Regions from separate parts of the Mus musculus genome. Here region 1 is linked to region 2. The links are chromatin contacts, called in public promoter capture Hi-C maps. All regions are on one chromosome and are shown on one strand. The core of a region is the stretch at or near the end of the contact, and the rest is flanking DNA. Distances in the headings are between cores, read along the strand shown.

What was found. Capture Hi-C pulls out chosen DNA fragments and counts their contacts.
Region 1: a contact with region 2 is called in a promoter capture Hi-C map of adipose tissue. The contact joins two enhancer-like sites. A contact is called at or near these places in 1 of 39 promoter capture datasets (liver), 3 of 15 datasets of contacts at CTCF or cohesin (CD8 T cells, the NIH/3T3 cell line and embryonic stem cells), 53 of 484 Hi-C or Micro-C datasets (the AML12 cell line, B cells, CD4 T cells and 39 more), 10 of 115 datasets of contacts at active chromatin or transcription factors (CD4 T cells, T-cell acute lymphoblastic leukemia, bone marrow-derived dendritic cells and 7 more) and 3 of 9 other capture datasets (adipose tissue, embryonic tail and liver).

Annotation. Positions count from the first base shown.
Region 1 is chr3:146,188,483-146,195,123 of GRCm38.p6, forward strand. Mcoln2 (mucolipin 2) reads left to right here. Exons shown (of 14, transcript NM_026656.5): 12 at 1,778-1,984; 13 at 3,746-3,867; 14 at 6,273-6,641. The coding sequence ends at 6,309. Among named protein-coding and RNA genes, the nearest start is that of Lpar3, 29 kb to the right of the region's middle. Within about 2 kb of position 4,224, at least 29 of the 459 cell types and tissues checked have an H3K27ac peak or open chromatin away from gene starts, as enhancers often do. A contact at or near this core is called in CD8 T cells, DN3 thymocytes and thymic regulatory T cells, where this site is marked.
Region 2 is chr3:146,061,801-146,068,453 of GRCm38.p6, forward strand. It overlaps Wdr63 (WD repeat domain 63), which reads right to left. Exons shown (of 23, transcript NM_172864.3): 13 at 5,002-5,130; 14 at 3,531-3,604; 15 at 1,481-1,682; 16 at 453-540. Among named protein-coding and RNA genes, the nearest start is that of Gm35409, 28 kb to the left of the region's middle. Within about 2 kb of position 1,556, at least 13 of the 459 cell types and tissues checked have an H3K27ac peak or open chromatin away from gene starts, as enhancers often do. A contact at or near this core is called in CD8 T cells, DN3 thymocytes and thymic regulatory T cells, where this site is marked.

The sequences.
Region 1 (6,641 bases), core at 2,974-5,473, 130 kb after region 2:
TCTTTTGGGTGGAGGTTGGCATCAGTTACAGGAACAGAGGAATTTGGAAGGAGAGCCCTTTTCTTGGATAGGGCGATGGGAGGTTCACTTTCTATCTGTTACATGACAGCACGTCCCTCTTCCCCCAGGACGATGTCCTAGACACTTATCAAGGCCTTGGATGTACACAAGGCCATGCTCAATTAATGGACATAGAGACCCCAACCCCTAATGTCAGAACAGATAGAAAACTCTACAGTAACCCCTTTCATGTATTTCTGAAAACCATGCTGTCTTTGGTTTATTAAGTCACTATTACCCCAGCAGTTTTTCATATACATCCTCTGCTTACACCCCTGGCTCCAGGGACATGTTTATTAAGGGCATACGGTTTGTTTTAGTGGAGTTGGACGCAGATTGACAAGTTCTCAGAGCCAGGATGACTGGCTGTGGAGTGTAGTGATACACTGTGTTCACCTTGGATCAGCACTTAAGCTCAGAGTGCTTACCTTCAGCTGAACAACCCAGTGTCCCAGTTCCCGCCTTGTACCTCAGATACACTGTGTCTAAAATGTCACCAATAGTGACTTTTCTTGTGGTTGTGACAAAATAGCTAACAAAAGAAACTAAAGGAAGGGTTCGCTTTGGCTTGCAGTTTGAGGGTACGTTCCACCATGCTGGGCAAGTCACAGTGGTGAGACCATGAGGTAGTTGGTCACATGGCATCCCCAGTCAGGAAGCAGACAGAGAGAGATGCTGGTGCTCAGCTCACTGTCTCCTTTTTATTTATTTATTTTTTTAAAAGGCCTGGGACTTTAGTAAGCCCAGGAAGTGTTGCCACCTACATATAGAGTGGATCTTTCCACCTAAGTTTAACTAGAAATTCCTCTGATACCTGCAGGGGCATGGGAGGCTCTTAGGCTCAGGCACTTGCCAGGGGCACAGCAGGATCCTAGGGAGTTCTGGGTCAGCTTAAGTCAACAATCAAGATTAACCATCACACACCCTTCCTAGCCTTCATGCGGATACACTTTCTCCAGAGTCTCTTTTATTCTGGCAAGGACTCTGCCTCACTTGGACTCCTGATGTCACCTCTGACTGGCATCTGCCCTTGGGCTACCCTGCTCTAGGAGATCTCCGACATGCTTTTAGTTCTTAAAGAAGTATGTGTCGAATCACATTGCTCCCGTGGCTGAGATGTCACTCAAGTCTGCTCGTGAGCTGGATTGAGCCTGATGTATGCCCAAGTCTCAAAGAGGCTCTGGGCAATTCAGCACAAATGCCTCTCATCAGCCATTGCTATGTCTCCGCCGAACCACACTTTTCCACAGTCAGTGACTACAACCCCTTCCTCCCTTTGTTGAGAACCAGTCTGGAGTGTCATTGAGCTCATATGTCTTACCCCAGCTCTGCCACAGGCCTTGCTGTCTGTCTTAGCTGTGGTCTGTCTTTGGGGGTGGGGGATGGGAAGCTCCTGGAAAAATGTTCATCGTACGGTTGGGAAGTCTATGGCATAGGCCTTTAGAAAAACCCTTTTATATTGTGTCGAGTCTCAACCTTTTCCAAATGTTGCTGGCTGTAGGATAGAGACATCACATCCCTGTAGCTCCCCACAGCTTCTCACAGACACCTACTGCCCCCTGCTGCCCCCTGCTGTTTCCTGCTGCTCCCTGCTGCCCCTTCCCTGCAGCTCCTCACAGCTCCCTGCTGCCCCCCTGCAGCTTCCCGCAGCCACTTGCAGCTCTCAGCTTCCTATGGTGCTCAGCCTCAGGGGTTCCGTTGCATTTCTCCCTTGCAGTTTGAAAACCTGAACATAGTCGCTGAATGCCTGTTTTCTCTGGTCAACGGCGATGACATGTTTGCCACGTTCGCTCAGATCCAGCAGAAGAGCATTCTGGTGTGGCTGTTCAGCCGCCTCTACCTGTATTCCTTTATCAGCCTATTCATTTACATGGTCCTCAGCCTCTTCATCGCGCTCATCACCGACTCTTACCACACCATTAAGGTAAGGCACGACCAGTGTTTGCTGCCCAAAAGCATCATAAACTTTGTATGGATTGGAGCACGAGAAAAGGCTGTAATCTTACGGAAATACAATTTTATTCTTCTTTTAATCTTTTTAGAAAAATAGACCTTGGTTTGTTTTGGTCTGACGACTAATTTTAAATATGTGCTTGTCTTAGTTAAGGTTTCTATCACTCTGATGAAACACCACGGCCAAAGCAACTTGGGGGAGGGAAGGGTTTATTCAGCTTACACTTCCACATCACAGTTCGGCATCAGAGCAAGCAGGACAGGAACACAAACAGGGCAGGAACCTGGAGGCAGGAGCTGATGCAGAGGCCAAGGAGGGGTTCTGCTTATTGGCTCGCTCATCATGGCTTACTCAGCCTGCTTTATTATAGAACTGAGGACCACCAGCCCAGGGATGGCACTAGCCACGATGGGCTAGGAACAACCCCCCTACACCCCCCCCACCAACCCCCCCCCCCCCCCCCCCCCGTCAATCCGTAATTGAGAAAATGCCCTTCAGCCAGATCCTGTGGAGTCATTTTGTCAGCTGAGGTTCCCGCCTTTCAGATAACCTCCCCTTATGTCAAGTTGACATAAAACTTCCCAGCACAGTACTTGAAACATTTCACTTGTTACCGTGGTATGGGTCGGAAGTATGTAGGGAGAAATAGAGAAAGGGGAGAGGTTGATTCTAATGAACTCAACAACCCGACTGCTGTTCTCAGAGCTGACAGATGCTCCTGCCTGGATGGCTAGCTAGGACACAGTGTAAATTCTAGCGATGGGAGGTGATTGCCACCCTGGCAACTGAGAAATGACCATGAGATAGCATATATATTTACAGTGCACACTTCATTAAGGGGAAGGAAAGGACAGTTCCAGCTTTCCTAAACCATGGTACATCCCGTGCTCTTTCTCACTGGTCCTGTGTGGTTGCTGTATTGCAGCTCCAAAGATGCTCACTGTCTTAGGAGCTGGTACCCCCACAACAGATGGTTGTGTTAGGAAAACTACTTCAGGGCCAGCACCTAAACGACGTCAGGACAAGTACCACGGTGGTGTCCTTGCCTCTGCTCAGTCCTTCTCATACAAAGTCCAAGAAAAGCTGATGAGTGGTCAGCGTGTGAGGATCAGAGTCAGGGCGTTCGTGGTAGCTGCCCCGTAGCAAGGTACGGGGACAGTATTGCAGGTTCTTGCCATGAAGATTCATGTCTTTGACATGGTCAAAATTGATATGTGTCCTTGTGTGGGGCAAGTCTGAACTTTGGTGTGGACGAACTTACTAAACATGACTGGGTGCTAGGAGTGTTTTATCTGTTAGGAAAAATCTACCCCTGTCCCACTCTGTGGTCATCTTCCATGTATGTGAATTATGTCCCTGTGAGATTCTAGGTGGACACTGTGCCGAGTGACAACTGCTGGCCTCATGATTAACACTCTGGCTTTCTGGTTTGGATGATTTCTTTCAATTCTTTTCAACTCACTTCTCCCCCTCTCCCCTGGCTTGTTTTCTGGAGTTTTCCCTTCCATTGTTCTCAGTTCCCCCCTCCACCGCCACACTTAGCTGTTCTGGGACGGACAGATTGTTCTGGGACTGACAGACTGACTCTGCATTGTTCATAGCACTCCTTGGATCTGAGCTAGCACCCGGGAGTTGCATTTCACAGAGGCGGGGTTTGCTTTCTTGACAAAGAGAACCATTGCTCATGCCCTGGACAGGAGGTAACAACAGCGCTGTCTGCTTTTTCAAAAGAAGTACCAGCAGCATGGGTTTCCTGAAACAGATCTGCAGAAATTCCTGAAGGAGAGCGGAAGCAAAGATGGGTACCAGAAGCAGCCATCGGCCTTGCTGTCCTGCCTCTGCTGTCTGAGGAGGTCAGTGTTGTCTGTGGAGGGAAGACAGTCATCTCAACTGAACTCTGCTCTCAGAAATCTGCCGGTGGTGGGAAATGGTTGCTCTTTTTTTTCTCTCCTCCCACACAGGTTTGTTTGAGAAATACATTGTTTCTTGTAAAACAATGTTCCATACCACAAGGTTTGTGTAGAAAGCTCCATGACATCACTGAAACTTTTAGAGACCTTGTGGGAACCCTAGGAGGAGATGGACTGTGACCAGAAGCAGGAGGATGAATCTTAAGAGGCCCAAGGAAGAGGTCAGAGTGTATGTTCTGAAGGTGCAGCTCCAGACATGGCAAAGGCATTTTCTCCCCTCACAGGATGTGGAGCAAACCAGTTCCTTGAACAGATAGGACATGATGGAGAGGAAGCCTTTGGTGTCTGTCTTACTTACCTTCCTGTAGCTGTGACAAAGCACCAAGATAAAAGCAACCAAAAAAAAAAAAGAGTTTATTGAGGTTTTAGTTTCAGAGGGTGAGCCCATGAACCATCATGGAAGGGGACGTGGCAGCAGGCAGGCATGATGCTGGGGCAGTAGCTGAGAGCCTACGTTCTGATCCACAAGCATAGGGCAAGAGAGACAGCTAACTGGGAATACATAAGTGCTTTTGAAACCTCTAAGCCCATTCCAAGTGCAAACTCCTCCAACAAGCCACACCCCCAATCCTCCCAAATAGTCCCACCAACTGGGGACTACGCATTCAAATATATAAACCATTCTCAAGCAAACCACCACAGTGTTCTTGGTTAAAAGCACGCCTCAGTAGCTCTTCATTGCTGGCTGTTTGGACTCTGAGAGAAATGACCTGGTTCTCAGTGACCAGAGGGTGCTACACAGTTGGGTGGTGACCAGCATGGAGGTCATGGTTTTCTCAAACGTACCCAGATTTGTTTTCACTTGGGTCAGAGGTAGACATTTTTCAAGTATTCCTTGCCTTTGCTTTCTGAGCATTCCATCAATCCAGTTCCTCAAGGGAGATGGGAGATCACAGCTACTTAGGCTCACATGAGGAGTTTTCTGTCCGTTGATTCACACCGCATCTTGAGATTTTTCCATGAGACGAGTGAGCACATCCCGAGGATGTCTGGTAAACACGAGACGAGGTCTTCTGAGACATTCTCAAAATTGCATTTCATCCTCTCAGAGCGTTAAACTATTGCCGCGGATGCCAGGGTAAAAGAAGATTAATTTTCTTAATTTGCAACTGCCTCCGAAGACATGGGAAGGCTATCACAGGTCTCTCGGGGCCGCCATGGCATCCTGTAGTTATTATATTAATGGCTTTTCTGGCTGTCGTGACAAATACCTGATGATAAACAGCTTAAGGGATGAAGGACTTATGGCAGCTCAGGGTCTGAGCAAGCAAAGCTGGTCACACTGGGCACGGAGCACATGGTAGCTGGTCACACTGGGCACGGAGCACACGGTAGCTGGTCACACTGGGCATGGAGCACACGGTAGCTGGTCACACTGGGCATGGAGCACACAGTAGCTGGTCACACTGGGCACGAAGCACATGGTAGCTGGTCACACTGGGCACATGGTAGCTGGTCACACTGGGCACAGGGAAGAAGCAGAAGATGAAGGCTGATTGCTTAGCATTCATTCACTCCAAACCAAGGCTGCCCACCTTCCGGACTTCCTCCTTCTCAGTTAAATGTCTCTAGAAATACCCTAAGCTGTGTACTCGGGCATAGATAGTCTATGGTTCTCCTGAACCACTTGATGCCTGCAGGGTGAACCTGCTGGCCTCAGGTCTCTCTTCCCAGACTGACAGGATTTGGCTCTTTGGAGGACAAGGCTTGGATGGGCAGATATGAGTTGTCAAACGTTCTCTTCTATGAAGGAAAGTGTCTGGCCCTTGTAGCCATTGATCAGCTCTGATAGAGCAGGGTCCTGAGAGATGATGGTTGCTCAATCGGTTGTTTCCAGAGCCTCAATCCAAGCCTCAAAGTATGTACATTTCCCGTGCTCCATTTTCTTCCTCTTTCACATTTGGCTCACATAAGCTATATGTGTCTAGAGCGTATTCTAGTCTTTTTGTAAAGATTTTGGGGAGTCCAGGTAGAAAAGTTGCCTAGACTGGGCAAGACCCTCAGTTTGGTCCCTAACATCACTATCTGAATAATAAAATAAAAAAAATAAGAGCTGTCAATGTCAGATGTGGCGTTGCGTGTGTTCTGGGAGGGGAAGCAGAAGGACCAGGAATTCAAGGTCATTATCAGCTACATAGTTTGAGGCTAACCTGAGCTACATGAGACCCTGTCTAAACAACAACAGCAACCACAACAATGACAACAACAGCATCAATGACGCAGGACTATCCAAACAAAAATTCTTAACTTGACGTTCTCTTACTCCTTCATCCCCTTTTCTGTTACAGGAGAAGAAGCAATGACCACTTGATTCTCATTGACTAAAACCTTTGGCTGATGTCAGTCAAGTCCAGATCCCTTTATGCTGAGGTCATTCAGAGAGACCCCAGAGGTAGCAGCAGTCGGCTCAAAGATTGTCCTGCTGAATTGTGGAACCAGAAGGAGGGGTGTCCATGAGCTGCTGATCAGACCTGACATTCCAAAGTTACTTTTCATAGACATGGAGTGTGAAGAGTAAGCCTCTTGTGAGGCCAGCGTGGCAATGAAATTCACCAGGAGTCTGGTCGTTTGTGACATCATAATGTTGAGATGTAAAAAGAAATATTCCCACTTCAGAGTGTGTAAGCAATATTTAAACCCAGATAAAGATGCATGCT
Region 2 (6,653 bases), core at 306-2,805:
GAAGTTGCCTTGGAGGCATGTACCCACGGTACTGCCTAATTCAGAGACCGAGGGAGAAGTTCTACTCAAGTCTAGGAGTTCAAGACCAATAAAAGTAGGAAACAGAGCAGAGACACAGAGACACCCTTTCAGCGCTTACAGAACTGCATCAGGATCTGATGTGCCTGCCATCTGTGTCCGGATGGTTTCCGCACAAGCTGTCTCTCTCGTAAAGAGATACAAACTTTCATGGAGGTTTCATTGCGTGCTCTTACGAATTCTGATGTGCCTGCCATCTGTGTCCTGATGGTTTCCGCACAAGCTGCCTCTCTCGTAAAGAGATACAAACTTTCATGGAGGTTTCATTGCGTGCTCTTACGAATCAGGGAGTTCTAGCAGGAAACTCACCTTAGACATAAATGGATAGCAGTGCTCCAAGACACCCTTGTAATAGACAAAGGTGCTTTAGTTACCTTGTATTTTGCAAAGAAAAGGGTCTTCGCCCAGGCTCAGCTTGGTTGGACAGTGGTCTAAACTTGTATCACCCTTAGACAGTTTTAACTTTTGGAAGAAAATAAAAGAAAGACATATTCTTAGAAAATCCTTGGATTTTTTTTTTTTTTTTGGCCTGTCCCTCTGCTTCTAGTTCACTAGAAACTCACCTTGTATCACTACCCCCCCCCCCTGCCTTTAACCGAGTTGTTTTTCCCCATGAAAAACACCCAATTCTTATTTCTATAACCAAGCTACCAAGGGAAGCCTGCCTGGGGACATGTTTCCCAACCCCAAAGTGCTATTTTCTTTCTTTATGTGTTTTATATTGTATTCCAAAACTCATCTTCATGAGTTGCAGCATAAGATAATGAACAAGGGGGCTGCTAGCCTTCTTCCCTAAGTTTTTCTTAAAGGTAAAGATAAAGGCTCAGGAAGGGACCTTGCTTTTAACTGGATGGCTGCAGGTCCCATCAGGGACATACTTTACCTTAATGACAATTGTGGCCTTGTGCCTGCGTCATGTATTCCTGGTTAGAATGATAAACGGCCCTTAGGTTTCTTCCCCTATGCCCGCTCCTCAGTCTTCTCCTTCTGGATATTTGTTTACCCACTTGCCATGCAATTATTCTTTGGTACATTTACGTATTCATTTGTTTTGCTTCAACTATTCACAACTCAATTAGACTTCCTGGGCCCACCCGAGGAGCTGCCAATCTTCAAGGAGTCAGTACGAAGCTGAGGAAATCACCACACGGCCATTTGTAAGTTGTGGCTCACTTACGCAAGAAGTATCAATCCCAGCCAAGGTCACTGTGGTTTGGGTGTCACCAGAAGTCAAGGAGTTTGATGGATGGATGATGAATGAATGAATGAATGAATGAATGAATGAATGGATCTTGTGGTCCCGTGTCAACTCAAGCCATTCTTCAATTGGAGGGCGGGTACCTGGGTGTGATTTATGTCACGAGTATGGGGTATAGGGAGGAGCCGAGCCCATGTTACTTACTCTAGACAGGGGTTTCCAGGAGAGATCTAGGTGCAAGAAAGTCGAGGGCACATCAAAGGGAATGTCAATGTTTTCTTCTTTCTTCTTCTCTACCGGTGATTGCTGGGAGTTTGCGTTGTTGGTGGCTGTGGTTGCTGCTGAGGCTGCAGCTGCAGCTGTGACTGCAGGTTTTTGGGGCCGGATATCCCAAAAACAAATCGTGCTAAAAGAAAAATCATGTTATTATTTTTTAAAATTAAGACCGAGTAAGAGATGCAGTGTCCGGATACCATGCGAGACAATGGCGACGTCTTAATGTTTCTAGAGCTGAGTGTTTTAGGAAGCAAGGCCTTTCTGCGCGCTGCTTTCTCAGAGGTTTGATTTTTTAGCTAACTGCATTTGTGTGTGGCTGTGTGACTTTGTGTATGTGAGTGTAATATCCAGAGAGACCCGAAGAAAGCCTCAGATTTCTGAGAGCCGGAATTCCCAGAGGGGGAGCTGTCTCATGTGGGTGCTGGGAACTGAACCTGGGACCTCTGTAAGAGAAGCCAGAACACTGGCCCGCCCCGCCCCGCCCCGCCCCAGCATGGTGCTTCCTATTGTGCAGAATCACACCAGGCTCACTAGGGATGTTTCATGACTTACGTTGTCTTGATGGTAATGCACGGGGATTCAGTTTGTAACTGATGACTTTAAAAAGGAATGTAAGTGTTTTATTAAGATGTGACTCATATATATAATAAGTTCATCTATTTAAAATGTCTAGTTTTAGTGGTGGCTGTTAAAGTAGTCAGTAGTCCTGGACCTCACAGCGCCTGCTCCTGTCTACTCCCCTAGCACAAGGTGTTATTTCTACATGGGTCAAAGAATTTTTGTTTTTGTTTTTTTGTTTGTTTGTTTTTCGTTTGGTTATTTTTGAGCCAGGGTCTCATTACACAGCTCTACCTGCCCTGGAACTCAGTATGTAGACCAGGCTAGCCTCAAACTCACACAGATCATCCCGCCTTTGCTTCCAAGTGCAAAGGGTTTAAAGTATTAACGGTGTGCACCACTGCATCCAACTTCAAAGATTTTTTTTTTTAAAAAAAGAATAAGAACTTTCCATGCAGCTCAGGCTGAACTTAAGCCATGACTCTCAGGCTTCAGTCTTTTGAGTGCTTAGACTATGAGCTACAAAGCTGTTTTTAGGGGCAACGTTTTCAAGTTGTGAAGTCCAGATAAGCATACTTGTTAGTATTGCACGTCCTACATTGTCCTGAGTTAACTCTATAATCAGGCAGCTATGATCGCATCTAAATGGGCAGCCTTCACCATAGCTGCTGTATTATAGCAACGCTCTGTATGGATGCGCATCAGAAAAGTAGACACTCTGCTTCTGCTTCTCAGAGGCCTTCCTGCTACGTGTGACGACCTCAGATCTGTGAGATAAACTGAATGGAAACGGCATAAGCCATAGAGTTCCGAGTATGGCACGTGAAGAAGCAGAGGAACTCTGGCTAATTCGGTGCGCTGATGCCACACCTAGTTAACTCTTGGTTTTCCAAAAGTATTTTATTTACTATCATCATCATCATCACTGTGTGTGCGATGTGTCTGAGCACGGTCGCTGGCATGCTGTGGTGCATGTGCGGCAGTCAGAGGACAGCTTCCACCCTGGGTTCTGGGAGTTAAACTTGGGTCGTCAGGCTTTGTGGCCAAGGGCTTTTATCAGCTGAGACTTCTAGCTCCCAATTTCTTATCATTTCCAAATTTTTCTCCATTAAAAAGTTCGTTTGTTTTCCTTTGACACCGGATCTCACTATGTAACCCTGGTTGGCCTGGACCTTGCTATGTAGATCGTGCGGCCTCATCCTCATAGAACTTGGCCTGCTACAGCCTTCTGAGTGCTCGGACTCAGGTCAAACCCTGGCTTTGTTGTAAATGCCAATGATAATCTATGCAGTTCTCCTCCCATTACTTTAATTGCTCAATAATTATTGGAGAGTGAAGGAAGATGTTGGTTTTAGGAACATGGAAGCCAGAAGAACACAGCCTGGGATGGATCTTAGGCAGTGTTGGAAGTGAGACGTACCAGTCTGCTGAGCATGTGACGAGCTGACAATTTATTCCACTTCGGTTCTCAAAGACGGATCCCATCCTGTTAATCTGTTTAAGAAAAGAACACTCTGTCAGCTAACAGCAGTAGTTCTCCTCCAAGGCTCTCTCTGACCTCCCTAGTCATGGACATCTCACCAGGAATACATATACACAACTCTCAAAGCACAGAGACTATTATCAGAGAAAGGTAACTTCTAAGTAGCTAGAACTAATTTTTCTTATGGCTATTTTCTTTTAATTTTTTTTCTTTTAAGAAGTTTTGTTAAACTATCTTTAACGCTATCCTAGAAGTTTGGAATCCAGGTTTTAAGATCTAACACAACTCTACTTGGAATTCTTATCCATTCTTTGTTCACAGAAACATTTTTATAGAGTTTTAATTAGGATGCATATAAATGTTGATTCTCAGATTTTTCAGTTTACACGACCTGAATTTTATCTGCATACTCACAGATTACTTTTAATTGTTTTGTAAAATGCAGGTGACATAATCACCTCATTATTCACTAGTTTTGGAAATGCAGGCTCTTTCAGTTTTTCACGGTCAGTTGGTTGTGTGCTAGATGCTGACTTCCGTTGGATCTGACAGTTTAAGAATCTCTCCCTCTCGGGAGGACACCCCTAGGATCTTAGAGATTCAGCACTCCAGGGCTTTGCATGTGAAAGATTTAGAACTCTGTCCTGATTATCTCTGTCAAAGAAAGCCTTGGTTGAGGAATTGCCTACATCCAACTGGCCCATGGACACATCTGTGGGAAATTACCTTATTATAACTTGGTGACTGAGGGCCCAGCCATTGTGGGAGAAACCAACCCTAGGTAGGCGATTCTGAGCTGTGTGAGAAGAGTAGGCTAAGCAGGAGCCTAAGAAGGGTCTAATAATGGAGCCAGCAAGTAGTGTTCCTCCATGGTTTCTGCTTCAAGCTCCTGCCTTGACTTCCCTCGGGGATGGACTTGGAAATATAACCCAAGTAAACCCTTGCTCTAAGATGCTTCTGGCCAAAGCATTTTATCACAGCAATAGAAATGAAGCTAGAGCGAACTCCTAAAGCCACAATACTATTTCAGAAGCTTAAAAAACACATCTTATAAACTAAACAGGGACCGAGGGTAGCTCAGTTAGTACAGCGCTTGCCAAGTGTGCCCTCAGCCCTGGATGTGATCTCCAGCAGCACCACACACACACTGGGTAAGGTACCCACGTCTGTAAGCCCAACACTTGGGAGACGGAGACAGGAGAATCGGAGATTCAAGGTCATCGTTGACTACTTAGTAAGTTCAAAGCCAGTGTGTGATACACGAGACACTGTCACAAAACAAACAAAACAAATCTAACAGAATCCAGGCTGGTGAGATGGCTTGGTGGCTAAGAGCACTGTCTGCTCTTCTAGAGAAGACGAGAAGACAGGTTTGAGGCCCAGCACTCACACAATCATCAAAACTTACCTCGAATGAGTCGGGCAGCCAGTGTATATCCGTGATTACTTTCCTATGGCCATTTTCAATGGAAGACACTGCACAGTGTCTGATGTACATCGATTCTTTATTGCTGTCTGGTTCAAGGAGAAACATGGGCTGGATAAAGGTGAGAAGAAAGTTATGTTTCAGAGAGCTGACAGGCCAACTTTTCTGGCCATTCCAGTTAAAATGTAACAAGTCAGAGTTGTATCAGTTAAGGTAAAACACAAATTCGTGTTTCCCTATACCACATACTTAGTAACAGGTTTACCAATTTTCCCTTTCAAAGTAGTTTAATGTTGGGCTGGAGAGATGGCCCAGTGGTTAAGAGCACTGACTGCTCTTCCAAAGTCCTGAGTTCAATTCCCAGCAACCACATGGTGGCTCACAACCATCTGTAATGGGATCTAATGCCCTCTTCTGGTATATCTGAAGACAGCTATAGTGTACTCATATACATAAAATAAACAAATATTTTTTAAAAAGTAGTTTAATATCTACATTTTGCAGATGGCTGTTGATAAACAGGAAAGGGCAGGTGAAATGTAAACCTAGAGTCTGTGACTGGGCAATGAAAAAGGTAGGCAGGGCTAAGTTTTTCAGAGAGATAGGACAGGAGACAGAGGACAGAAGGATGAGAGAAGATGGAGGAAGAAGATGAACACAATTCATGGGACTTTAAATAACCACAGGTAGCTATGAATACCATAGAAGAGCAATAGGATAATATAGGACAATCTGTCCAATCTAGGTGGGCAGCCTGTATCAATATCAATTGGTTCTGAGTTCATTGCGCAGGACTTTTGTGGGATGAGTCTGATAAAAAATTTGACTGATAATTTACTAGCCTCTGAAGTTTTGATTTTACTGAGTTACGGGGATTTGTGACAGCTTAGCCCTAGGGGATGGATGACTGAGAAAACAGCAGTGCAGTGACAAGTGAGCCACGGGAGCAGAAGAGTAGCCGGTGTTAGCATAGACCTCTCTCTCTCTCTCTCTCTCTCTCTCTCTCTCTCTCTCTGTCTCTCTCTCATTAGATGCAACATTTCACAAGGATTATGAACCCAAACTGTTCATGAAGGAGTGTTTCCATGGGTACAGAGATGCATACATCCTGCCATTCTCTGGGGAGAGACCTATGGATAGCAAGGCTGTAGGACTGGGGCTGGAGGGGATATGTGATATTGGAGGGGAAAAACTCACCTAGATGCTGGCTGCTCTTCCCAGTGCTCTTACTGGGATCTATAGCCTCACAGAACCATAACACATTTTTTTAACTTAAATTTTTTTGTTATTTATTTTGTACACGTGCACATGTATGTATGTGTGTGTTTGAGTGTGGAGGTCAAAGGCTAACTCGTGAGGGTAGATCTCTCCTTCCACTGTTTGGGTATCAGGAATCGAACTCAGGTCATTGGGAATGGTGGCAGGTACACTTACACAGTGAACCATCCTGTCAGCCCATTGGTAACGTATTTTCAACAGAAGGGACTGTTACTCTTTCATCTTATACATGGGAACTTCCTTTTAGAGAGGCCAGGTAGCACAGCCAAGGCCTCTGAGGCAGTGTCTTGATACCCTGACTTTCCATCCTTCCATCCTAGGGTCCTTCAACAAATCGCTTTATACATAGTATTTGC